Regions from separate parts of the Rattus norvegicus genome. Here region 1 is linked to region 2. A link is a contact called in public Hi-C data. All regions are on one chromosome and are shown on one strand. The core of a region is the stretch at or near the end of the contact, and the rest is flanking DNA. Distances in the headings are between cores, read along the strand shown. Region 1 overlaps Susd1 (sushi domain containing 1). Region 2 holds the start of Ugcg (UDP-glucose ceramide glucosyltransferase).

Region 1 (3,814 bases), core at 405-2,904, 150 kb before region 2:
TCCGATCCCTAGTTTTCTCTCCAGGAGAATCTTCCTTGCTCCTGTGGTTTTGCCCCTTGGCTTCCACACTGTAAACGCAAGGACAAAAAAGAACAAGCTGCTACGTAGGGGCTTCTGAGATTTGTCCTTCCATTTTATCTTTCATCTGAGACGGTTTCACTCTGCGTTCTCGGCTGGCCTTGGACTTTCTATGTGGCCAGCATGGCATAAAACACTCAGGCCCAGAGGGGATGGCTCAGAGCTTAAGAGTGTCTGTCCCTCTTGCCTAGGACCAGAGTTTGGTTCCCAGTCCCCACACCCCTCACCCGCTCACACCGGCCTGTAATCTTCTCTATTTGGGATTCAATGCCCTCTTTTGGCCTCTGTGGACATCTGCACACAGGGGCCCATACCCACTCCCCATACACATAAATAAAATATAAAAATTTAAAAAAAATCAAGATGCCCGGGGGTTGAGATTACAGTTATGTAATGATAAGTTTCGTGTATTCGTGTATTTTATTCTAAAATATATGTATTATTCTTTTTTTTTTCTATTCTTTTTTTTTTCGGAGCTGGGGACCGAACCCAGGGCCTTGCGCTTGCTAGGCAAGCACTCTACCACTGAGCCAAATCCCCAACCCCTGTATTATTCTTGTGATATTGTCATCACCATTTGTGCAAACATGTACATTGTTGAAATTTTACTATTAGCTTATTGCATTTATTTCTTGAAAACAACTTTATGGGGTGGGGGAGGGATGGGGGAAGAGAACTCCTAGAAAAAGCGCAGGTCTCAAGGCATTCGGAATGTTTCACGCCAGTGAGTGTTTCACTCACTGAAATTCCTGTAAGCATTTCATCTTTCAGTTCCACGTTTGGGGCCAGAGGTAGTATCAGAAGGCATTCGTTCAGGAAATGGTCTTAAACGCCAGCAACAGCCAGGACCCGGAGATATGCCTGGACCCCCACGGAGGCACCAGCTACAATGTTAGCTTTCAGGCTTTGTCCTCAGCACTTCCTGTGGTCATCTACCTGACAACCCTGATAACAGGTCAATCCTGAGTAACAGCATTTGAGTTAATAGCATTGCCACAGAGCTGTTGATAGGCCCAGATAAAGAAGACTGTTGCTTTCTGTCATAGCAAATGAAGCTGAGGAGAGAAGGGAGGAAGCCTGTGGAATTGGAGAGAGCCCCAGAGAGGCTGGCAGCTGTCCAGCAGTGTTTCCTTCTCTGAAACAAAATGTCGATTGAATTTAAACCGTTTAAACCTGTGAGTTAAGTCCCTTCTGGGTGTTGGAAACATTTAAAATGTTCCAGTCAGGCGTGGTGTTTCATGCCTGTAATCATAGCCTTTGTAAGGTAGAGACAAGATCAGGAGGAGTTCATAGCAAGTTTGAGGTCAGCCTCGGCCAAATCCTCAGAAAAAAAAAAAATCAAACAAGAACAGCGGCAGCAGCAACAACAAGCAACAGTAATGACAAACAAGTCTAGAGCATTTCATACCTAAGAAAAGTTTTCTCATTACTGTTCTCTAGTAACACATTAAACTAGCGTTCTACGGGTAGTGAAATGGCTCAGTGGGCAAATTGCTTTCTGTACAAGCAGGCGTCGGAGACCTGTGGTCTGATACCTGGCACTCACGTAAAAAGGCATGTAACTTAGTGTTGGGGTTAGAGACAGGCAGACTTCAAGGCTTGCTGGTCAGACGGCTCACTGACTCGGTGAACTCCAGGTTCAGTGAAAAGCTTTGTCTTTTAAGAATAAGGTGGCTGTGCTGTGAGGTGCTTGTACTTAAGCCTGTGACTGAATTTTATCCCTGGAGCCCATGTGGTAGAAGTTCAGAACGGATCCCCATTTGTCCTTTGGTTTGCACACAAGTGTGTGCATACATACACATAGGCCTTTAAGTCTAATCCCTGATCTCCAGCCCACCCCTGCCTTCTTGCTCCTTGTCTCCTTGGGAAATGGCGAGGTGGAATGTTGCTTCCACATCTACCTTCCTTCTCTCCATTATTCCCTTCCCTGTGTCCCTGCCCCTGTCTGAAGCTGCCATCCTCTCAAGTGTGTGCCGGATCCCAGCCCTTCTTAGCAGCTTCTACCCAATGCAGAATCAGTGCCAGCACACAGAGCCCATTGCCATATCTCGTTTAACAGTGGCCCATGTCCCCCTCCAGCTGCCTTGCCTTCTTCAGCCTTCTGTTATATAGAAACTCCCCAAAAGACATGACTGCCCTGTAGGCTTCACACCCTCTCATTCTCTATTAAGCGTTCCGTCTGTCTTACTGTTATATACTGTCTCTGCAGCCCTCGACATCCTTCTGCAAACTCTTCCCTTTTCAAGGTGGCTCCTTCTGTCTTCCTGGCTGGCCTTCCTGGTGTTTTTTGGTTGGCTCAACTGTTTCTATGGCTCCCTCCTTGGCTTCCCTTCCTTTGCACTATCTTTCTGTCTAGGTGGTATTTATGACACTCATGACTATAACCTGCTTAATACTGACAGTCCCCAAATCTGTACCTTTAAGCCCAGCCTCTTTGGATTCAAACTTATCCACCCGCCTTCTAAACATATGCCATTGAGCATGCTAGACGAATTAGACAGAATTCCCAATTTCATGCCTCTTTTCTTACTTCCAAATCTATGAAAATTATGTCCGTTTTCATAACTCAGTTCCTGGAATTCTCATAATTAGCTGGTTGAGCCAAGAGTCTTAATTGCCTCTATGTGAGTCCTAAATTTCTAATCATTTAACAAACTGTGATTTCAATCACTTACTCCTGCCTTCATCTTCAACTCTGCAGACCCGATCCTAGCAGGAACTGCTTGGATCCTAGCAGGAACTGCTTGCTTGGTCTCCTGCAGTAGCTTTCTGGTTTGTTTGTTTCATGACAAAGTTTCACTCTATACCCTTGGGCTGTAGCCCAGGTTGACTTCATTCACATGAAGCCTCCTGCCTCAGCCTCCCGAGTGTTAGGGTTAGAGGTACACACCACCATGCCTGGCTCTCAGGGCTGTTTGCTGCCTTCAATCCTGGCTGTCACTGTCCACCTCAACTTAGTTTTCACCATGCCATTGAAGGATCACCCAGCAGCTGTGGTGTCTTCTAAAGAGTATGAACATGACAGTGCTCCCTCAAAGGTCTCCAGTGAGTTCAAAAGCTAACTGAGAATCCAAATTCACACCATAGAGCATGTGATCCAACCCTGGGCCACCTTCCTTAACCCACCTTCTCCTCGTCTTCTTTCTCACCAGGTACCAGCTGTCTCTCCCTGGCCTTCTTGCCCTTTCTTAAATGGGTCAGACTTCTTCCCACTGCAGGCTTTTCCATTTGCTGTTACCTCTTTCTGGGACAACCTCCGTCTATGGTTTTTTATGAACGTTTGGGAGTGTGACTGTCACACCTTGTCTCACTTGGCTCCCTGTTGCTACAACCGACTGCAGATTTACAAAGAATAGCTTTTGGATGTTGGGAAGCCTGAGGACTGGGGGACAGCATTGTGTTAGCATCTTCCTGCTCTGCCATGACCTGACAGAGGGTGTCACATGGTAGGCAGAGCAAGTGCAACCAGACAGCTGGGTTTTGTTCAGACCAGCTCCCCTGATAACCCATGAATGGTTTAACCCATTATAAGGACGAGGTCTTCATGACTCTGTCACCTCCCAAAGGTCCTGCGTCTCAAATACCCATGATGTAGGGATTTGGAATAGCTTCTGGCATGTGCTATCTGGGGAACATGTTTAAACCATAATGCCCTTAGAGGTTCTTTTATAAGCACCCCCTCACTCTCTACCCTATTACTTTCTCTTAAAGATTTATTTACTTATGTACATGGGTG
Region 2 (3,902 bases), core at 3-2,502:
CAAAAAAAAAAAAAAAAAACAAAAAACAAAAAACCTGTCTGCTCATCTTATACAAGTGTCTCAGTATCAGGAAATGGCACACCAAATGGAGAAAAGCACCTTTTCTATAGTGGAAAAAAAAAATCTAAAATTGCCTAACATCCTTCCCTGTTCTTCATTAATATACATGCTATTCTAGCCAATTCCTATTTAGTAGTTAGCACCCCAACCCCCCCCCATTCAGGCTAATATGCCAAGTGAGTTCATCTCTACACATTTAAATAGGCTTCTTTTCAAAGACATTTCATTGATGGATCAAAACTTAGCCACCTCTCTCATGTCTCTCTCTGCCCCTTCACCCTGTTCTGTTTTAGTCGTAAGCTTTAGAGGGAATAACCTCTTATTTAGATTTCTATCATGTTTCTTCCTTCTAGAATGTAAGCTTCACGAGGGCAGGAGTTTTGTCCTACTCTACCTGGGTCCCCAATACCAGGTGGTACCTAGTAGGCCTTGGGAGGTACCTGTCAAGTGAAAAGATGTATGTGGAAAACAGAGGAAGGATGCAACTCCGAACAAGCCAATAAATACTCGGAGAAAAAAAATAAAGAAATGATACTGAAATGCCACCCTGACAGGACTCGAAGCTACATAGCACAGGCTCGGCGACGGACGTTCTTCAAGGCCGGCAGGTGTTCCACACCTATCTAAGCACACAGCTCTTCTAGGAAGGAGGTGATCCACTGGGAAGTCTCAGGGTGGTGGTGAGCAGCTCCCGGAAGAGTGTAAAGGACCATCTCCATAACAGAGACGTGGCCCGCGCGGAGGGAGGGGAAAACCTCACAATACACCATACATCTTCGCCCAGATGGGGGAAAAAAAAACCACACGAATCTCCTACACAATCAGACCAAGAAGACAACCCTCCACCAGAGAGAGAAGCAGGCTTCTCTCCGAGAGCTCTGCAGTCGCCTGCAACCCAGGAGTCGGGTGGCGACTCCAGCGCTATTCCTTCTCCAGGACCCCGCGCCGCACCGCCTCAAGGAGATCGATTGGGGGGGACCGTTTGGGGACCAGCTTTCTCTATCCTCGCAGAACGCTACCCTCCACCGCATACACGCCTGCCAGTCCAGCTCGTCCCCAGGCCCCGACCCTCTAACTCACGTGTAGATGATGGACATGAAATGCATCAGCCACAGCACCACGAAGAGCACGAAGCCGAACAAGGCCATTCCCTCCTGGGCCAGGTCCAGCAGCGCCATCCCCCGGCCCGCTGGCCCGGCCCGGCCCGCTCCGGCCGCCGCGGACAGCGCTGCCGCGGGAGGAGGACGCGGGGGCCGCCGGGTGCGGGGCGCGGGCCGCGAGTGGAAGGTGGGAGAGGAAGGGCCGGCGGGGCGGCGGGCGTGCGGACGGAAGGGGCGGGCAGGGCCTGCGCGCCCCCGGCCGCTCGGCGCGCGCTCGGTACCGCGCTCCCCTTAGCGTGCGCGTGCTGGTGTGCTTCGAGCGCAGGCTGACCGCGCTGCGCGCTCCAGGCGGCCGTTGCCGCGCGCTCGGGCTCCGGTGGTCCAGACCCTCCCGGCTGCTGCCGCCGCCGCCGCCGTCCCTCTCGCTCGCCGCGGCTCCGCGTTCTGGTCCGTGCCCGCTGCCGGCGCCCGAATCCCGGCACGATGCGGGTCCGCCCCGCCCCGCCCTCTGGAGCCGGTGCCCGCCCCCCCTTCCACCCGGGGCGGCGCCCTCGCGCCTCCTTGCCGGCCCGCGCGCCCACGGGCGGAGCTGCCCCCTCGTGCTCGCTGCCCCGCAGCTACCAACCGCTGCCGCCGCCGCCCGCGCCCGCGGGGTCAGTCTCGGTGCGCACCCCAACCCCCCGCACCGTCTCTAAGCAGCACGCGCCGCCTCTACATTTTATCTTGGCCAAATCCGGAGGAGCCCAGAGACTGTGTTATTTAAGGAATCCCCAAACTCAGAATTGGAAGAATGGCTTGGTGCTGAATTCGCGCAAGACTGGGCGTCCTCTAAGGCAGCTGAGTGTAACTTGGCTAAGATGTAGCCAAAAGAGTTATGGAAATGTAGCTAGTTCGAGCAATGCTGGGCTGTTAGTATTGCCATTACACCGCTGACCATCTCATTCATAAATCTTGTGGTATTTGCTGGAATAGATTTTAGACATACTAGTTGAAATTACGTTACTTCTTTTTAAAAGTGTTAGATGTTGCTATTACTAAAAGGTTTAATTACGCATGTGCACGATACTGAAAATGGGGAAATAAAAGCTAGGCACAGTGTGAGAAGGCTGTATGTGGCCCAGTTACTCCTGGGACTGAAGCAGGAGGATTACCTGAACTTGAGCACACAGGTTCCAGGCCAGGTTGGGCAAATTCAGTGAACCCCTGTGGTGGAAAAACAAAAGAGTATTCTAATTTTAAGTCAGTACTGGGCGAGGCTAGTAGTCAATGTTTGCATTTGTTTCTTCAGCCTGGATACATCTATAGTGTTTACAATTGTTCTGCGTTTAAGCTGTTTATTATTCAAGTTACTTTTTAAAAATAATTCCTGAGCGCTCTCGAGGGATTTCAGAATTGAATTCGGGTTTCGTTTTGCTATTGATTCTAGTTAATAATTGGCGGCTTCAATCTATGATTTACACGATAAACTACAATTACACGAATTTAAGGTTTGCAATGTCCTTTGTTCTACTGGTGTAAAAATCAGTGGGAAAGAACCATGCTTAGAATTAATTTCTAGTTGTTGAGAGTTATTGGTTAGTGAAGTTACAGCACTACAGTGGAATCCATAAATGGAAATAATAACAAAGGGCTTTAAATGCCAAAATGGTGATTAATCAGTTCCAAGGCCCACTTTTAAAGCATTCTCAATGCATTTTCAAGAATCCATTATTTCAAGAATCCAAAATGAAAATGCACCTCACACTCAATGACATCTTACAAATAAAAATAATAGGCCATGCTCCTATTAAAATGTGCTTGTCAGTCACATGCGAAACAATGTTGTGTGTTATCAGTACTCGCTTGGACTTGGTCAACAATATGACTTTCTCAATTTGGCATTTTGTAGCATTTTTCATTGTCATTTTCATTTGACATTTTCATGTCAAATCTTTCCTAGACCCTTACAGCAAAGGATTTCCACAGAAAAGACAAAGCGGGTGTAATTGGGTATAACCGAGTAAAGATCAAATGTTGCACTTCATCTTGGTTAAATTCAGTCTGCTCAAACCTGACTTTCCAACCACAGCTCTAGGGGCTGGTAAGATGGCTCAACTATGAAGAGCACTTGCTGATCTTTAAAAAGACCCAGGTAGAACGTGCATGCAGTACCCACGGAGGACAGAAGAGGGCGTGTGATTCCCCCGTCTGATTCCCCCATCTGATTCCCCCAGAATTAGAGTTACAGATGGACACAGGTCCTTTGGAAGAGCAGCCAATGCCCTTAACAATTGAGCCATCCCTCCCGCCCAACGAAAATATCAACATTAACGGAATTTCTCATACACCAATCTAAAAAGTCAACACACTTTGTGATTTCAACAGTGATACTCTGAGAATGGCAAAGTGCAAAACAAAGATCCCAGTGTTTGCCACTTGTTCTGTACGACCCTGTGATGGCCCATGTGACCCACGACGTACGCTTGTCAGGGGTGGGACAGTCCGCCAAGAGTGAATGTAAATATGAAGTGTGACTTTGGATGATAACAATGTGCAGCTTCGTTGGTTGTAACAAATGTATCACACCGGTGTGAGATTTTGACCTTAGAGAAGTCCTGGAGAGAGAGGGAGATAGTGGGGTGTGTGGGAATGCAGGATTTTCTGCTCAGTTTGGCTGTGAACTTAAAACTACTCTAAAAGATTTTTTAAAATAGTGAGTGTTCCACACACATATGCTATGTAGTATACTATATAAACATGTAT

Evidence for each region. Hi-C and Micro-C count contacts between places; a contact is called where the count stands out from the background.
Region 1: a Hi-C map of kidney shows a contact between it and region 2, with 5 times the contacts expected there. The contact joins the enhancer-like site here to the promoter of Ugcg in region 2. A contact is called at or near these places in 7 of 12 Hi-C or Micro-C datasets (Schwann cells, frontal cortex, hepatocytes and 4 more).

What each region holds. Positions count from the first base shown.
Region 1 is chr5:78,980,486-78,984,299 of GRCr8, reverse strand. All of the region lies in intron 10 of Susd1 (sushi domain containing 1), which reads left to right. Among named protein-coding and RNA genes, the nearest start is that of Susd1, 88 kb to the left of the region's middle. Within about 2 kb of position 1,654, at least 1 of the 93 cell types and tissues checked has an H3K27ac peak or open chromatin away from gene starts, as enhancers often do. A contact at or near this core is called in kidney, where this site is marked.
Region 2 is chr5:78,825,356-78,829,257 of GRCr8, reverse strand. It overlaps Ugcg (UDP-glucose ceramide glucosyltransferase), which reads right to left and starts at 1,252. Exons shown (of 9, transcript NM_031795.2): 1 at 1,141-1,252. The coding sequence starts at 1,238.